Linked DNA regions of Pan troglodytes: region 1 is linked to region 2. A link is a contact called in public HiChIP or PLAC-seq data. All regions are on one chromosome and are shown on one strand. Each heading gives the region's core, a stretch centred on a gene start, on an enhancer-like site or on the middle of the called end of the contact. The rest is flanking DNA. Distances are from core to core; before and after follow the strand shown. Region 1 holds the start of KCNJ8 (potassium inwardly rectifying channel subfamily J member 8). Region 2 holds the start of ABCC9 (ATP binding cassette subfamily C member 9).

The links. HiChIP or PLAC-seq counts read pairs in DNA pulled down with a chosen protein or histone mark.
Region 1: an H3K4me3 HiChIP or PLAC-seq map of stem cell-derived excitatory neurons shows a contact between it and region 2, with 5 times the contacts expected there. The contact joins the promoter of KCNJ8 here to the promoter of ABCC9 in region 2. A contact is called at or near these places in 1 of 7 Hi-C or Micro-C datasets (stem cell-derived neural progenitor cells) and 1 of 1 datasets of contacts at active chromatin or transcription factors (stem cell-derived excitatory neurons).

The regions. Positions count from the first base shown.
Region 1 is chr10:73,748,411-73,753,772 of NHGRI_mPanTro3-v2.0_pri, reverse strand. KCNJ8 (potassium inwardly rectifying channel subfamily J member 8) reads right to left here and starts at 3,175. Exons shown (of 4, transcript XM_009425751.5): 1 at 3,077-3,175; 2 at 2,140-2,277; 3 at 824-1,267. The coding sequence starts at 1,197.
Region 2 is chr10:73,583,940-73,589,271 of NHGRI_mPanTro3-v2.0_pri, reverse strand. It overlaps ABCC9 (ATP binding cassette subfamily C member 9), which reads right to left and starts at 3,684. Exons shown (of 39, transcript XM_063785876.1): 1 at 3,577-3,684; 2 at 3,089-3,204. LOC134807487 (a long non-coding RNA gene) reads left to right here and starts at 4,423. Exons shown (of 3, transcript XR_010148071.1): 1 at 4,423-5,332.

The DNA.
Region 1 (5,362 bases), core at 1,926-4,425, 170 kb before region 2:
GTGAAAGTAAGAGAGGTGAATCACTGAAATCAAATTCAATTTACCTGTCTTTGAGATACTTATGATATGAGAAAGAAGCCAAAGTTAGGTAATCTAAGAACTATCTTGTCCCTATTCTATTTAAACTTTGAAAGAAGTGTACAAAATTAAATTGCTTCTATATAACCCCTTCCATAAAATTTTGGACTAATTGTCATTAAAAATTAGCAATTTCTAGTTCTGAATCTTAGCATAACTTTTAATTTCTGAATCCAGTGCAAGCAATCAGCTATGTTGTGATAATCTTGATAAAGAAGGGATGATATTTATTTCATTTTTTAGTAGATTTTTAATCTAGGACACTCTCCCTCTAGGGCCTTCCCATTTTTTTCTTATTATTTCTGAAAATGTCATGGGTTAGAAGAGTCATAGAAAAATGTCCACTAGCACAATATTTTTTGTTGATCAGAGATATTTACCTGTGGGCACTGAAACTATGGACAACAGCTTTATCATACTGAACTCAATGTGTGCGCTTTTGGAGTAAAGCACTCTGTGTAATCCTTTGAATTACAATTTTTTTTTTGATAACTGGTATAACATTTTCAAGGCTAGTCCAAAGGACTGAAGCTCAGGTTTTCAGAGACTCTTCTCCATAAAGCTGCATTTAAAAAATACTTACTGTGTTAGGTTTTGTTCTTTATTGTGCTTTTTTGTTTCTGAAGATTCTAAAACAAACCCTTTATTTCACTTTCAATTAAATAACAGAATGATAAGAGAAAGGGCATTTTGACATTTTTTCTCTACTGTTTTCAACCCCTGCCTCATCCCACTACATTCTTACCTGACATTAGTCACACACACAGTGGACTCCAAACCACTTTTCTCCATTCCACTTTTCTCCATGTAAGCATAGATGTCCCCGTGGGCAAAGGCCACCAGCCACCACATGATAGCGAAGAGCAGCCAGCTGCAGAGGAAGGACATGGTAAAGATGACCAGCGTGTGGCGCCATTTCAGGTCCACCAAGGTGGTGAAGATGTCCTGTAGAAAGCGTCCTTGCTCACGGATGTTCTTATGCGCCAGGTTGCAGGCCCCGCTCTTGGCGATGAAGCGGGCTTTGGGGAGGCGGTCTCGGATGCGCGGCTTGCGCAGGTTCTCTGCGGCGATGCGCGCCAGCACATACTCCTCCGGGATGATACTCTTTCTGGCCAACATCGTCCTGTCACCATAGCCAGCTTAGCCACCTCCCTCTCACCTGCCTCTCCGTCCCTGGACACCCGTCCTCCTGCACGAGGGAAACATTCATTAAAAACTTAAAAACCCACCCTATCCTCATCTCTTGGGTCCTTGTATTCAAGGATATGTCTGTACATGTGCGAGGTGACATGCAAAACCAAAAATGTGATTTTTACTAACCCAAACATGAATCTAGCTTGTGCTTCAGTTCTGGGATCTCAGAAAAATTACTTGGTTTTAATAAAAAGAACTGTTTCAATTTTTCTTATTCTGAGTACATATGGACATAGCCTTAGTTAAACAAAACCAGGAGCCTTCCGGTAAACAGCAGGCTCAAAGATAATTCTCTGCGATTAACCGCGTCTGTAAATTAGTGCAAGGCTACAGCACGTGGCGTCAGTCATGAAGATTAAGACCAGTTGGGTGCACGATCTACTTATTAAAGTACTTAGATGATGTAGCAATATTAAAAGTAAAGAGAGAAAATTCTTCCTCCGTTATTTTTAGAAGTAAGCAAAGGCCATGACTCCTTGCGCAGTCTAAATAACGTGTACTCTGACAAAATTATAATTAGTGGTGTGCTATAGAATTTATAAGTTATAAGAATTATTTTAAATGCGAAAGAAGTATGAGTTGCATCTAAAAAGAGTTAAAAAGGTTCCTGTGGAAATCATAATATAAATTGAAAACTTTTTTTTTTTTTTTTTTTTTTTTTTTTTTTTTTTTACAACGAAGGAATCAAATATACAAGGTGCGGGGGGGAAAAAACCCAAGACAACAGCCTGCGGGTTGCAGTAGGGAGTGTGCCCCGAAAAGTCCATCCATCACTGCAAGCCTCTGCGGTGTTTTGCATTTTAAATCATTTACGGGAACACGGACAGCCTCCCCCCTCCCCTCCCCCGGAGCAGCTTTGAAACTTACAGACTCCGGGTAGCGGGCGCGGCGGCTGGACCTCCTTGCACACGCCGGCGGGCCGCGGGCAGGTCCCTCGCTCTCCCATGCTGGCGCGCGGGACCAGGGGCCGCCCAGGCCGGAGGGACAAATTGGGGGCTGCGTGTCCTAAGGAGAAGAGTTAAAATAATAAAAGGTGCAACTGAATCTAAACGCAGGGAGGGCTAGAGGAAGGGGGATGGGTGTAGATCTTCCCCTCCCCCTGCTCAGCTCAACTCCCTTGGCCACTTCAGTGGAAGGAGGAGGAACTGGGGGGGCGGGGGGGGGGCGATGCTCCACAAATCAGCCTCCCAGTTAGGGCTTTGACGCACGCCAGACCTCGGAAGCCGACGTTGTCGCGGAGTAGGGGGCGGGCGGGGAGGGGGCGAGCGCAAGTCCCCGGGAGGTAGGGAGCAGGCCAGAGGGAGGGACGACCCGGGGGAGGGCGGGACCTGCAGAGCCAGCTCCTTTCCAGTAGCCGCGACCCCCTGCCGCCAGCGTGACACACAAGTCTTTAAAAGGCTCTCTGCTCAGGGGAGAGAACTTTCTGAGTCCAAGTTCACTGACGTAAGGAGATTTAATTTTAATTTTATTTTGTAATCTAGGTAGATAACTGGGCTACTTCATGATAACTGGGCTACTTCGGACTGAATAAAAGCAGAGAGGTCAGAAAATATTCTTCCAAAGCGTTCAAGCTGTGGGCACACACAATTATTTACATTAAATTTACACCTGCTAGGAGAGATACAGGTGGAAGATGTTCTGAAACCCACTATAGTAAACTATTTCTTCACCAGCCAAAGCCAGTTCTCAGGGAATTAAACACACACACACCTCAAAACAGCGACTGCCCCCCACCACCCCCGGCCCCTTAAGGAAAAGAAAGAAAAAAAGAACCACTGACTGGCTCCCAATGAAGAAATTTTACCCCAAACAGGGACGGCCGTTAACACTTCAGCGCTGATAAGGCCAGGTCATTCGGTCCTCAGTAATTGGTTGCTTTCTGAAATGTTGCAGCTTCTTCCTCTGTCTAGATGGGTCTGAATGATAAAACAGCATTTGCGCACAAAAAAGGTTATACAATAAACATCTATAGCTTTTTGAAAAGGAGCCAGCGAAGACAAATGTGCTTTTTCCCACAGGTCAAGCCTCCTGATTTTGGCACTTGCGTTAATGGAAACTTTAATTCTTGGAAGTTTCACGTATTTTCCAAGACTCGGGCCGAAAGTGTATGGAGCATAAACAATGTATTCATTTAATTAGCCAAAGACCTAAAATTAGTCTTTAATGAAGGCAAATTTAGAACTTTTTTTTTCTCCTTGTGGTTAGATCTCCTTAACCCCTGTAAGCCCAGGATCCTGGTTTGTTAGTGGTAGTCCTCTTTTCTACTGTCATTAATTTTTGCAGTAATTTATGTAGTATAATAGTTTTACAAGTGTGTGAAGAATCAGTTTGTATAGTCAATTCCCGCCATTGTTCTATTTTACCTTTGACTTTGTACACATTATTATTCATTATTTTAGCCTGGGGAACATTTACTGAACACCTTTGTAAGCTTTTTTTAGGTTTATATGTCTAGTGATATATAAATATATGTCATAGTTGTTGCTTTTAAGAGGCAGTTGTAGTAAGAGAGAGATTCTCTAATACAAGCAGGGATGTGATTAGAATAGGAAAGGAAATTTTAAAATGCCATGGGAATTCAAATGAGAGATATTTAAGAGTAGGAGACTAAGGAAAAATCCATGGATTATTTGGCATCTGATCTAGGCTTTGTAAGCCTAGATATATTTAGGGTATACAGAAAAGCAGAGAAAAGACAGCCCACGTCAGCACTGATTAAGCCAAGTTGGCTACACAGCAGGATTGGACACTTGAGTTCAGTGCTCCCTGAGCAGGCACTGTTACCACCTACTCTCAATACTTAATGAGATTTTCATGTACTCGTCACTCCCATTCCCACCACTCCTGTACCCCCTCCCTTAAACTGGGGACTGCTAGAGGGCAAGGCTGTGACTTGTTCATCTTTGTAGCAAGGCCCTAGCACCATTTAAATTATAAATGGGCTCAAAAAATATTTTTGAATCAATGAATGAAAAATACAAAGTTGAAAAAGCATATTGGGGCCTTAAAAAATGCATAGACAGCCTTAAATGCTCAACAAAAGAAGCTGAGGAGTCCTCAGTATGTAGTGGTAAGCCATGGAAAGATTTGGATCAGAAAACTACACAATAAGAGCCTGTTTTAAGAGGATTGATCCAGAAGCAGAGAATATAATGGCTTTAAGGGTTGCATTTCTTGAGTATAGTCCCTCTGGGCTCCAAAATTCTGTAACTGGCAGAAGAGGGTGCTGGAAACTGTTACATTAATTCGAGAAGGAATGAGGTCTTGGGCTAATAGGTAGCATCAGTGGGCACTATACAAATACATACAAAAGGAATGTTATACAGAGTCAATATTGGAAAAGGGAAAAGTCAGAGGTGACTGTGATGTTTATCATAGTAACAGAAAAATAGTAAGAAAATTGGAATGAGAAGAGCTGAAGTACTGTGGAGAATTTATGAGAAGATTTGCAACAAAAAAAAATCCATATCTGAATTCTCTGAAAATTCCGTTCTTTTGGTATAATACATATTTCAGACTCTTTTTTTTTTCAGTGAGATGTATTCTTCCAAATACGCAATTTTAAATTGTTTTGACTTGCTTTCATAACAGAATGTCATATTTTTATTAGTAATTTAACTTGATTGATTCAAAATCGGCACATAATAAAGATCAAATTTGAAGAAATTAATAAGTAAATGTTTGACAATAGTAGGCCTAAGAACAAATAGTAATCATTTTTAAATGGTAAAGAATGTGTGCTATAAGAATATTACAGATATATATTTTTCTTTGTATTCCCTTTCTACATTGTTTCCTTAAGCAGTGTATGTCTTTGTCCTTCAACTAGTTTTTCTGCCCTAAGTGGAAGCTGCATGAGAGCACATTGTTTATTATCACCACACACCCAGGGTCTCAAATTGTTCCGAGATCCCAAGAATAGGTACTCAATAAATACTTGTCAAATGAAAAGAAGTAGGAATAGTGTTCAAAACATGGTATTTCTCTCTCTTGCATTTTCTCTCTCATCTCTCTCTACCCTTCATGGTTTTGCAACTATTTCTCAGAACCCACATAGGAAATGTGAACTTTTGGAATTCACTTTGCAGTC
Region 2 (5,332 bases), core at 2,435-4,934:
AAATTCCAGGAAAAGCTTTGACATTCTGAAAACTTATTTTATAATGCCTACTACTTATTTAAGTTCTGGGCACTTCGCATATCTTAAATCCTCAGAACAACCTTGTAATTCATCTTTTACAATGGAGGATACTGAGGTCCAGATAAGTTCAGTAACTTGCCAACCAGTAAAGCGGTCATGTCCACACCCAAATGTCTGACTTATAAACTATTTCTTCCCACTGTATTACACACCCTCCAACCTGCTTTTTAAAGAAAGTATCGTATCTATTCTTTAAAACAAGTAGCAGTTTAAGATTTTAACCTCACTAGACCTAGTTTCCTTTCTATATTTATGTCACACTGGATTCTGAGTTGCATTACAAAAGGCTGGCAAAAATTTTATTAACTAGCATAGTACCTTTTCTTTCTTTCCTTTCATTGATAATTGATTTAACAATGGTCACAAACAATACTTTTCCCAGGAAAAAACAGAGTGTTATACAGAAAAGATTGTCAATGGTAGGTAAATTATTAGAGAAATCAAATTTCAAGCAAAGGTTTTATAAAGCATTATATGAATGCCTCAGCTAAAGAGTCTGTGTATTTACAATCTTAGATACTTATAAAGAATGCGTCTCACATATTGTTCCTGATAAGCTCTTTTTATAATAAATAATTGATATGCTCTCTAGTTGAGTCTTTCCCTCATCTTTTTTTAAAAAGTTGTATTTTTAAAACCTCAAGGTGAAGTTATACACTTGGTAAATTCTAACAAGCTATTAAGGTTTTAATCTGGATAAAAGAATAAAAGGGACTTGAAGTTTTTAAAAAACAGCAAAATGGAAGTTATTAATTTATAGGTGTATGTTAGATGTATTTCTGGCAAAGACAGACAAAAACAAAACTGAAAACTAATAGCTAGTAATGAAATTTTTTAGACTACTTCCTTTATTTAGTAGAAATGATAAAAAGAAAACTTAAAGCCCACTCTTAATTGAAAGACATATATAAACTTTCCTCGCACAAACTAGAAAATGATTTTTACTTTAGCAACTTTTATAATCTTATCCAAAATTATAATATTCCAGTTGGCCACATTTATAAACTAGTATCATTGAGGTAGATGCTAAAATATAACCTGCTGCTTTGCAAATTACACCCTTCATTAGCTATAAGCATTGCTTGCCTGGTGTTTAATCAATCCTGAAATCTACCAATTAAATCGCCTTTGGATAAATGTTGTGTGTAACTGGAAAAAAAATCTCAGAGAAGTGCAATCACCTGAAAAATTTAAGAACATTTTCAGACATACACCAGATATCTGGAATTCTATGCCATTAACTAATTAACTGTAAAAACACTTATTGATGCTAACCACGTGCTAGTTACTAGGAATCCAATGGTGCACGTCAGAAACAGTGCCTGTGGTTTTAGACTATATGAATCAGATTACAGTAGTCTTAGTAGCTGTGGGTATATTGTAGGGGTATATGATCTAAAAGATAGGAAAATAAGCAATCATGCAATCAAACAAAAGTGTAAACTTCAAGTTGGTACAGTAAACGCTTTAGAACGATTTTTCTGTCTGCCATAAACTCTAACTTCACATTTCCGGCCAGCTCTGAACCTGTCCATTACCTTACCGCTTGTCTCCTTTCACCTTTTCTTTTGACTCCTCATTTATCCTTTCCCTTTAACCCGTAGTCTCCTTATCCAACATCCAGAGTCCATGTGGCACTCTAACAGCCAGCCTCCATTACAACCCAACATGGACAAAAAGAGGGAGGCAGTAAACTTATTGCTGATATATTGATAATTATTGTGTTTATCAAAGGCATTTTATTCAATCTACGTTTCTAATTCTTAAATTTCCAATTGTCATTTAATGTTTCCCTCCCAGACACCAGGTTCAATTGGGAATGTTTGGGGAAGGGTATAAATCGCTGTTCTTGCTGGCTAACCTCTGTCACCTGACATCCTTCAGCTCCACCCCTTCTGGAGCTGTTTAGATTCAGCTAAGCACTGAGGGAGGCCCAAGCATCAAGGAGAGAGAGAGAAGGGAGAGCAGATGGGGAGATATAGTGTTTCCCTTTCCACAAGCATAAGCCATCGAAATATGCTCAGTTGTTTATGAGAGGTGATAGAGTTGAAGAACTTGACTGAATAAACTTTAAAAACAAAGATCAAAGTGAAATTTTGCTTCTAACGTATGTCTACGGAGCAGAAAACATAAAATAGAAATACTCCTAATTATCTAACTTATGATTTCATGGCAAGAATCGCACCCTCAGTGTTTTTATTCCTCGAAATGCATTACATGAAATTCCACACATCTAGAACATATACATTTTGGATTTAGTTGGTGAATATAATACCTGACCTATCCAGTCTGTTGGTTCCTCTGCAAGACACGAGCAGTAGTTATCTGATTTAATTCTAAAAACACATTTAAGTGCTGAGGCATATAAGGTACACCATTTATTTTGGCCAGCCCTGTCCTTTTCCAGACTACAAGTAAAGCAAGTGAAAACTTGTCTTCCTTCCTGTTCACTTAGCAGAAAGCGTTAGTTCTGATCGAATAGCAATTGCAGAGAGTTTAAAATGCTGGAAACACATGGAGAAAACATGCTAAATTTAAATAAAAGTTTTCATTCTTACATATAAAAGGATTCATTCTTTAATCGTTTAGAGATTAACCAAATTCTGTTATGAAAGAGAAGCAGGACATTTTAAAGAACTTAGGGCTTTATCATCATCTAGAGCATTTTCAGGATGGATGTCACTTGCAAAAACAAATGCTGTAATCACTTCTTTGAAGTTATTCAGTCCCTAGTTCATGAAATAAAAACTAGAAGATGTATAGCTAGTTAGCTAGCTACCATGGCTATAACTATGACAGATCCAAGTGGGAAAATCACTGGCAAAAATGACCACTGACTTCTGACTTAGTGCCTGATCTGAATCCACCCATTTACTCTTCAGTGGCTGTGAAGTACCATCCCACACCAAAAGAAATGTTGAAATTACTCAGTAGGTATTCCTTAGATACTGCAATGAGATTTTTTTTTAAAATCCCAAACTGAACAAATAAAGCAAAAAATAAATACCTTGGGCAATAGCTTCACGCTGCTTCAAACCCCTGCCGGTGCACTTGAGCTACCTTCAAAACACCGACTTCCTACACTGTCTTAAGATGTAAATTTCAAACCCGGACGCAGAACTCCTAAAAAAAAGCAAAGAGTAACAAAAATTAAGCAGATAGAAAACTACTTCTTGAACATACAAGAATTGTCTACAAGAAAGGCGGTAATAATAACTCCTAATAATAACTCCTTTCACTGTTTCCAGTTGATTTGAGTAGGAGACGGCAGTTTTGAAGTAAAACTGGAAACCTGATCCCCACCCCTTCACTTCTCGAGCCGGGCCTCGTCCCTTAATTCTAGAAATAGCGATCGCGAAAGCTAAGTGCCGAGAGAGTGCGAGAGAGTGCGAGGGCGTTTTTGGATAGCAGAAATGTTAGCTCAAAATCGACAACTTACAGTTATTCCTAAAAATGTTTAAATGGCATTCATGTAAAAGACACGGATTCACTTACTCCGATGACAGTTTTCCTCCCCTAAGCGAAGCACGCAGTGCGCCGGAGCGGATTATTTTTAGGGTGGTGGGAGACCAGCTGCTGCCTCCTATCGAGTTTCTAAATTGCTCAAACTGCTCTGGGCCGGGGCGGACACCGCGGCTGTGAGGCAGGAAACTGGGCAGAAGCCCCGCGCGCCGCGCCTGGGGCCGCAGACCCTCCCCATCCCTGCTCTGCTCAGCTTTGACTTGGGGCGCGCGCGACGCCGCGATTTTACAACCCCAAGTAATAGGCGTCCCCTAAACTTCATTAGACACTGAAACTTGGAATATGATTCCATGATTCTCCGGAGTCGGGTTTTCAAACGTCAAAACACTCAAGGTATTCTTGTTTCTTTGTTTTGTTTTTCTATGCTCTGTAAGCCCCCCTTTATTAGCCACGTAAGGAAGCGGATTTGGGGATTTCGCTGCTTCCCCCTGAACGGATCCGGGAAATGAAGGGCTCATTCTAGGTAGAGGCACCCACTGCTGGGTTATGAGTGCACGAATGTCTCACAGGAGCAAGGCTGGCTCAAGTCTAATTTTCCGCTTTTCCCCGGCGACCTAGAAAACTTGGTTTCTCTGGTGGACCAGCCGCCGCGCTATCGAAGGGCGACCCTTGCCCACGGTCCCCGAAAGTGAGACGCTGGTTCCCATGGACTGCGTAAACAGTCACCCTCTTCTCCTATTTCCAACCAGAGACATAATTAACTCTCGAGATAACGTGTTTATATTAAGATCACCCCACAACCACTCCCCCGCAAAACACAAGCCGTGAATTTTGTCCCCGACAACCCTCTTTAATTAACACCGGATTTTCTCAAGAGCCAGTTTTGACTCAGCTTGAGATAAGCATTGTTTTCAGGAACTGTCCTATTTTAATAAAGGATGGTCAGCCGGGCGGACTGCTGCCCCTGAGGCTCCGCGTGCCGTCCTCAAGGGGCGCCGCTGCAGGACTGCGGTCTGCTGGCGCTGGTCCCCAGATCTGAATCCTAAACACCGGTGGCCTCCTGGCCTGTGCGACGCAGGCCGACTCCAGCCCTGCCAGTCCCAGGGGATTTCTCCGCGGGCGCCCCACTCTTGGGAAGGTCGCTGCGTTTCCGGGTGAGTGCCTGGCCTGCGTCAGCGGCTGGGACTTGAATCCGCGGCCGCTAGGAATCTGCGAGGCCACATGGGGCCGAAACCTGGGAGGGTCCGAAGACTCCGTTCCTGTGGCCTTTGAACGCTTGACAACTTTACCCTGGAGCTGTCTGCAGCGGCGCAGGGAAATAAGAGAGCGTTTCAACAGTGAGGACCCTGGTACTATGGATGCAGCCCAGGGAGGCCGGGTGAGCAAGCTGGACGCGAGGCCAGAGGCTCTCCAGGGCATCTGTGGAGAGAGAACTGGAAATAGGGGGTGCCAATAATCCCAAGATGAAAACTCTGAGTGTGACTACACAAAATGAAGTTTACTTGAGGATTATAAAAGAATATTACAATTCATTAAGGTCATTTACAATGTTTAAAAATCATGCTTATTGTAGAAACTTTGGAAGATGTGAAAGTGTACAGAGGAGATCAAGGAGCCCCCCATAGATGCACCTGTGCACACACACCCATAAAACTACTGAAAACATTTTTTTTTATGTTTTAACAAACACAGGCGGTATGGTGCATTGATTAAGAGTGTGGACTAGGAAGGCAGCCTGCTCTATATCACATCCTGCTAGTTAGTTCAGAGACTGAACAAGTCACATAAA